2 separate regions of the Xenopus tropicalis genome follow, and region 1 is linked to region 2. A link is a contact called in public Hi-C data. All regions are on one chromosome and are shown on one strand. Each heading gives the region's core, a stretch centred on a gene start, on an enhancer-like site or on the middle of the called end of the contact. The rest is flanking DNA. Distances are from core to core; before and after follow the strand shown.

Evidence for each region. Hi-C and Micro-C count contacts between places; a contact is called where the count stands out from the background.
Region 1: a Hi-C map of neurula embryo shows a contact between it and region 2, with 2.3 times the contacts expected there. The contact joins the enhancer-like site here to the promoter of auts2 in region 2. A contact is called at or near these places in 2 of 5 Hi-C or Micro-C datasets (gastrula embryo and neurula embryo).

What each region holds. Positions count from the first base shown.
Region 1 is chr2:99,035,566-99,038,465 of UCB_Xtro_10.0, forward strand. No RefSeq gene overlaps it. Among named protein-coding and RNA genes, the nearest start is that of auts2, 50 kb to the left of the region's middle. Within about 2 kb of position 1,361, at least 1 of the 11 cell types and tissues checked has an H3K27ac peak or open chromatin away from gene starts, as enhancers often do. A contact at or near this core is called in neurula embryo, where this site is marked.
Region 2 is chr2:98,985,157-98,988,309 of UCB_Xtro_10.0, forward strand. It overlaps auts2 (autism susceptibility gene 2 protein), which reads right to left and starts at 1,436. Exons shown (of 16, transcript XM_031896219.1): 1 at 1,403-1,436; 2 at 824-858. The coding sequence starts at 1,436.

The DNA of each region.
Region 1 (2,900 bases), core at 111-2,610, 50 kb after region 2:
AAAAAGCACAAAGAGAAAAACGCAAAAAAACATGACTTTTTTTATTTTGTTTTACATAAGCCAGCATAAAAAAACCCCCAAAACCTCTAAAACCATGATGCAAAGAAAGATCTTACAGTTGTAAAACAGATACCTGCTACTGACTTCTACATCTAAAACTTCTACAGGTTTTCGATGGCATATTTTTGCATTCGGATTTGTCGCATAATAAATCATGTCAAAATAGAGCATTAGTAAATGGCACCTGAAGGATCCCTTTTTGTTTGAAAAACAACAAGAAAATCTACAATGCAATATATTATTCTTGACCAATGGGATGTGGCATATTTTCAGGCATTTTGCGCACTGATTTTTTAGGGAGCAAAAAACACATAATTTTAAACTGTCACCTCCTACAAGGGCAACATTCTCACCTACGTTAAGCAAATTACACGGAGCAACTCCAAACATCGCTGCATAAAATCACCGTTTATTGTAGTCACTTAAAATACATATGAGTGTCCCAAAAATGGGGATTATACGCTTGACGCGTTGTCAGAATGCTATTGGTTGACAAACAACTGTGTTGGAGATTTCAGGTAACCGCCATTTAGCTATAAGTGACTGGGGCAGTTTCTGACATTTTTCAACTTACCAAAAATGGATAAAGTCCCCAACCACTATAAGCCCAAGATAAGACTGAAGAGCTTTTGGCTGTTATATTTAGTGGGAATGCCATTATCAAATTTATAGTCATATTCTTAAAAAAAAAAAAGATAGGTGAACACATTTTATATGCCTTTTATAGCCACCAAAGATGGCAGGAACTATATAGCTATGTTTTGATCTTGCACACGGGCCTATACTCAAATTCATCTCATAGTAAAATATGCATAAAACCGATAAAAACAGTAGGGGCCACTCTAATACACTGCCTTTCTCCACTTTTCAGGAAAAATATAAATAACAATAAGAAAGCTGAACTTGCCGTCTCTTGGTAATTTTCTTCTCTGCTTCGCTCTATCCTATAAATAGTTGAAAAACCTGCAATATCTTGAGTGCTGATTATTCAAGTGCCATTATATCAAACCACTGAATGACTTTGATTGCATTTGATTAAGTATGAAATATGTTTTGAATTTAGCATAGCCTGAGTCACCCTCCCACAGTAAATGATAATTAGGTATTTGAAATGTAGGAGGACATATACTGTGTGAAAGAAACTATATGAGGATCTGCTCACTTGGGACTTTCAATGCTGCAACCGCTGACCTCACAGCAGGAGAAGGTGACCTCACATTTGTTCTTCTTATCAGTCACTAATAACTATTAAGGACAATAGTAAGATCTCACACCTGCTGCCTAGTTGGAGAGAATAGGGCCTCAGCAGGGGTTGTGGCAGTAAATCTCCTCTTGCACTGCAGGCTTGTGTCACACATATACAAACACAGATAACAGCTTACACTCAGGGGAGGCAGAAATATACTACGCCATCTATGCATGTCTATCCAGATAAACCATTCATCTAGTGAACCACTAAATTTTGAACAAACATAACAGTGAAAACAGATTATTTGATTTTATATTTCTTATTATGTGAATTAGGATAATTAGATTCTGTTTAATAAATGGTATCTCCTTAAGTCATATAATTTGGTTCCAGTTTTTTTTAGATGTAAGCCATAATTTATTATGTTTTAAGTAGAAGGATGTCAACAACAAGGTAAAATTTGTAACTTGTATTAAAAAAAAAGAGGGGGTTGGAGCAATAAACATCCATGAAAATGAAAATCCATGCGATAAAAATATGCTGAATTTTGGTCAAATCTATAGCTTTATTGCCAGTGGGCATATGTTTTATGGTATACTGGGGAGACTGGAATGCTCATGTGCCACAGCAAGGTAGGGGGCGATTTGAAGCCAGGCTTCCTTTACTTAGTAATAGTATAATAATGGCTTGCAACAAAAATAGCTGCAAAGAAATGATTGAAGCTGTGTTACTAGCATGAAATTATTTCTCTACTGGTGTTTTATTTAGTGCACTTGTATTTTCACTAGATAAACTGTTTGTTTTTCCCTGGTCAGAAAGGGTGTCTCTGCAGGGGCTCTATGAGGTATATATCACGTTCTTTGCCCTTTGAAACCATATTATTAATTGCTAACTTCTGATAGGTTGCCATGGCCTAGAGCTGGAGCACACTCTGTTATTACATTACTCCCTAAGTACCCAATCAGATTCATTTAAATTTCCCATAAAATGCAGACCGAACATTAAAAAATGTTGGAACATTTGTGGTTTCTTGCTATTATATTTCAGATAGAATTAAATGCTAACCATCAAGCCTTTTAGACCTCTATACTCACATTCAATTATACCTAGAGTATTTAAGTCTTTGAGAGAAAAGCCAAATAATTAATGGCCATAATGTAAAACATCCAGATGCAACTGGCTAATGAGTCCGTATGTTGTGCTCATATTTAAATGACTGAATTGATATCAATAAATTAAATTCACATGGTTTTATCGATTATTATTCAGTGTTGACCCAGCTATCAGACCTTATTAAGGTTTTTAGCTTTGCTCCATACACATACATGCACCAAACATTTAAGGGCTCATTTATGTCCGCAAGTGCAGTGAGGAAAATGTAATTTGGAGTGCAATGCAAACGTCATTGTGGTTGCAATAGGGCCATGCACTTGGTGCAGTTGTACTGCATTAATTGCAATTATGGCTGATTTGCCAAAATTACCGAACTGCATGCTCATTTTGTCACAGAATTGAAACTATTGTGTGGAATCTGACTGCCATAATTTCAGTTTTTTGCCACTTGTGTGAATTCTGTGTCCGCTGAGCATGAAGGGAACCATTGAGCTACTGCCTAGTGAAGAGGTGGTGGTAGCTCTGGGGTACCCCTGTG
Region 2 (3,153 bases), core at 186-2,685:
TATCTGTCCATTGTGTTAATTCCAAGTTGCCTTTTTTACACCTTGTACAGATTGTGTAGGCAGGATTGTGCTGCTGTGTAGCTCCATTTTCAGACAAAGTGGCCAGTCCATATGGGGCAAGCAATGAGTGGCTAAAAATAGCCAGTGGGGGCCATGAATGGGCCATGCTGATGAGGGCAGCAGGGGGTGAAGAGGGCAGCTGCCTCAGTGCTAAGCTTGCTCCTGCCTTGCCTGCCCATTTGGGACCCAGATGAAAGGAAATCTTCTCAACATATTGTTTTCCGGGAAGTACTTTGCAACCCACACAAGGACGTGGCAGCAAACATTACATTTAAATAGAGAGGGGGGTAAACACGGCTTTAACTAAGATCATTATAATAACAAACACTTTTGCCTACACACTACACTTGCAATCGTTTCCCTGATAGCTTTGTGCCTTTTATGAATATCAAATCGGGTATTTTGCCCTGCTTCGTCCAAATCAGCCCCCACCGTGCCCGGCAGTGAAAGGGTTGATGATCTGAGCTCCATTCATTTGTAATTGTCACCTCGCAGCATTCTGCAGGGGGCTCCGATCCCACAACAACACAAACAGAAAAGCTTGTGCCCTGTCTCACCCCCAATGTCCTTAATAGCGATCCCACCCAGCAGAATAACAAGAGTGGGCAACACTAAATGAAGAGGGGTCGCCCTGCGGGTACAGGGGGGTCGGCAGCAACACAGGGAAGCCCTTACTAAATATATCCCACCAGAATAGAATAGCTAATGATCGGAAAGAGTGATGGTCCCCAGGAAATATAATGGGAATATGGTGATACCGTACCTGCAATCGGTGTAGGTCCCGGTGCTGAGAGGGAGCTTAGTGCGATGGGACCCAAGCTTTACAGTAATCCAGGTTTGCACGGTGTCTCCCAGCCATAGAGAAGCAATCCAGACATCCCGAAGTGAGAATAAAGGAGTAAATATATATATGTGTGTATGTATATACAATAATGCAACAGTAAAGCAAAAGGGGCTCCTGGTGCGATTATCCCGGGCGCTGAGTACAAAGCTCGTCCAAGGGTTAAGGGATGCGCGGAGGCAGAAGGGAATCAAAGCAACAGCGGCAGGAGGAGGACAAAGAAAACCATGTGCACCAAGGCAGATCCTACCCGCCAGCCCGATTCCCCTTCAAGCAGACAGACGGCAGCAGCAGCAGCAGCTTCCCCCTCCCCTGCCTGCTGCTCCTCCTCCGACACACACAGCCTCAGCCCCGAGCGCTGCTCCTTCACCCTACAGCTCCGCACAATCCCGGGACACCCCCTGTGCGGCGAGCAGCCCCTCGCAGCCCCTCTGTACTCTCTGTCACTTCAGTACCGGCTCCCCTGCTGCCCCGACAGCCGCTTCCTCTCTTTTGTTTTACAGAAGGGTTTCAGCTCAATCCCAATAGGATACATCCTCCCGGGTTCAAATCCAATAAGGGTTAATAAAGAGTAAGAAACGTGTGCGCTTTGGCTTTTATCTCTCGCTTATTCTTAATGTTAGAACAAAAGGAGAAAATCCTCAGAGCAAGCGGACCGGGGGAAGGAAAAAAAGACTTTTGTGAAGAAGTGGCTCGGCTCCTGTGGCAGTTCCTTGTGCAGCAATGGCCCCCGCGAAGTAGCAGTCACTCACACAGACAGCCCCTCACACTGGCTTCTTTCTCTGGCTCGCTGTGAGAGAGACAGGCTGTGTGTGTTTCTCTGGATTTCCAGGCTGAATACAAGTGCTTATTCAGAGACTGCATTCCAACTGCTGGGGACATCCCACAGGCTGAGTCAGCCACTCCTCTTATTTCCTGCATCAACCTGACAATCATTTAGCCACCTTTCCTCTGCTGCTTTCCCATTTTCTGACCTTTCTTCCTGCTCTTCGGCTTTAAATATAAATACTCTTCTATAATAAGAAAACCCACTCAGTCCACATGCATTTCTTCTATTTCTTACTCCTTACTGTACTATTATATGTTACAGTTATGACTACCTATTGATTTGACTTTCAGTAAATAAAGGCTGCAATATAAAATACACTGTTTTTATAGGGATGCGGTGCCTGTGAGAAGAGCTATACTTGTAAGCTTGGGCAAGGCACCCCTCCTCTCTCTGGCCACCACTGACACCAAAATTAGACTGTAAATCCAGTGCCTGAAAAAAAGGCTGAAACAAGACTCTTTAACAGTTTATGCACACACATGTATATGGTAGTACTGACTTAACTAAATGTCCTGAGGTCAGATCCTAATACTGTTTTGGGTTACCCAGTTCCATACATGTATCAATGGTGATTGTCACTCTGCCCACTTTTGGCACGGGGCGACTAATCTCCCCGTGTACTAGAGCCCTTACATTGTACCCAAACTACCAAAGCAGTGGAGTAAAATAAAAAAAAAGCATTCGAGCACAAGGGCCTCCTTTACGTGTGTGGCGGCTTTAGATGCTTCCCAAAGCGCCAGTTGACTCACAATAAAACACCCTTTGTGATGCTGCACACTACAGAATTCCTCCATTAATTCCTTTGCAACTTCAGCTTTCATTATTTACAAAACAGGTGCACACAAACACACAGGAATACTGGGGGTGACTAGCATTGTGAGAAAAACATGCCAAATTCCAGTATTTTTTTTTCTTTTGCACTTTACACAAGGCAAGTACAGTAAAGTAGCATGACAAGGGGACTCCTCAATTTCCCTTCGCCTTCAGCCATCCCTCTGAACCCCATTGTTACATACATTAATAAAACACCAGGAGACGGAAATGGGTAAAAAGAGGCCACAGCATTTATTTACATTTTATCAAATAAATAGGACCTTGCCAGCCTCACCCCAAGGCAATATTCAAAGCCAGAATTCCATAAGAGATCGCTACTATGCTCTGCTGTTCCTTACTGAAGACTTGAGATCAGCACTATGTCATTATATCCACCACTGAGTATTAGGCTGCCTCTACCTACAGAGAGGATGGCCCCAAACTCTGCTACCAGCAGGAGCTGCATCTCCCACCATGAGAGAAGTTCAGCAGCCCTGCTGCCGGTCCTGAATCTGCAGTGCCTCGATGATAGGAAATCCAAGCAGGCTGTCACCTAGCACAAGCAGTAGTAGCGTCTGTATCAATCAACCCACCGTGCAGTCAAAGGAGA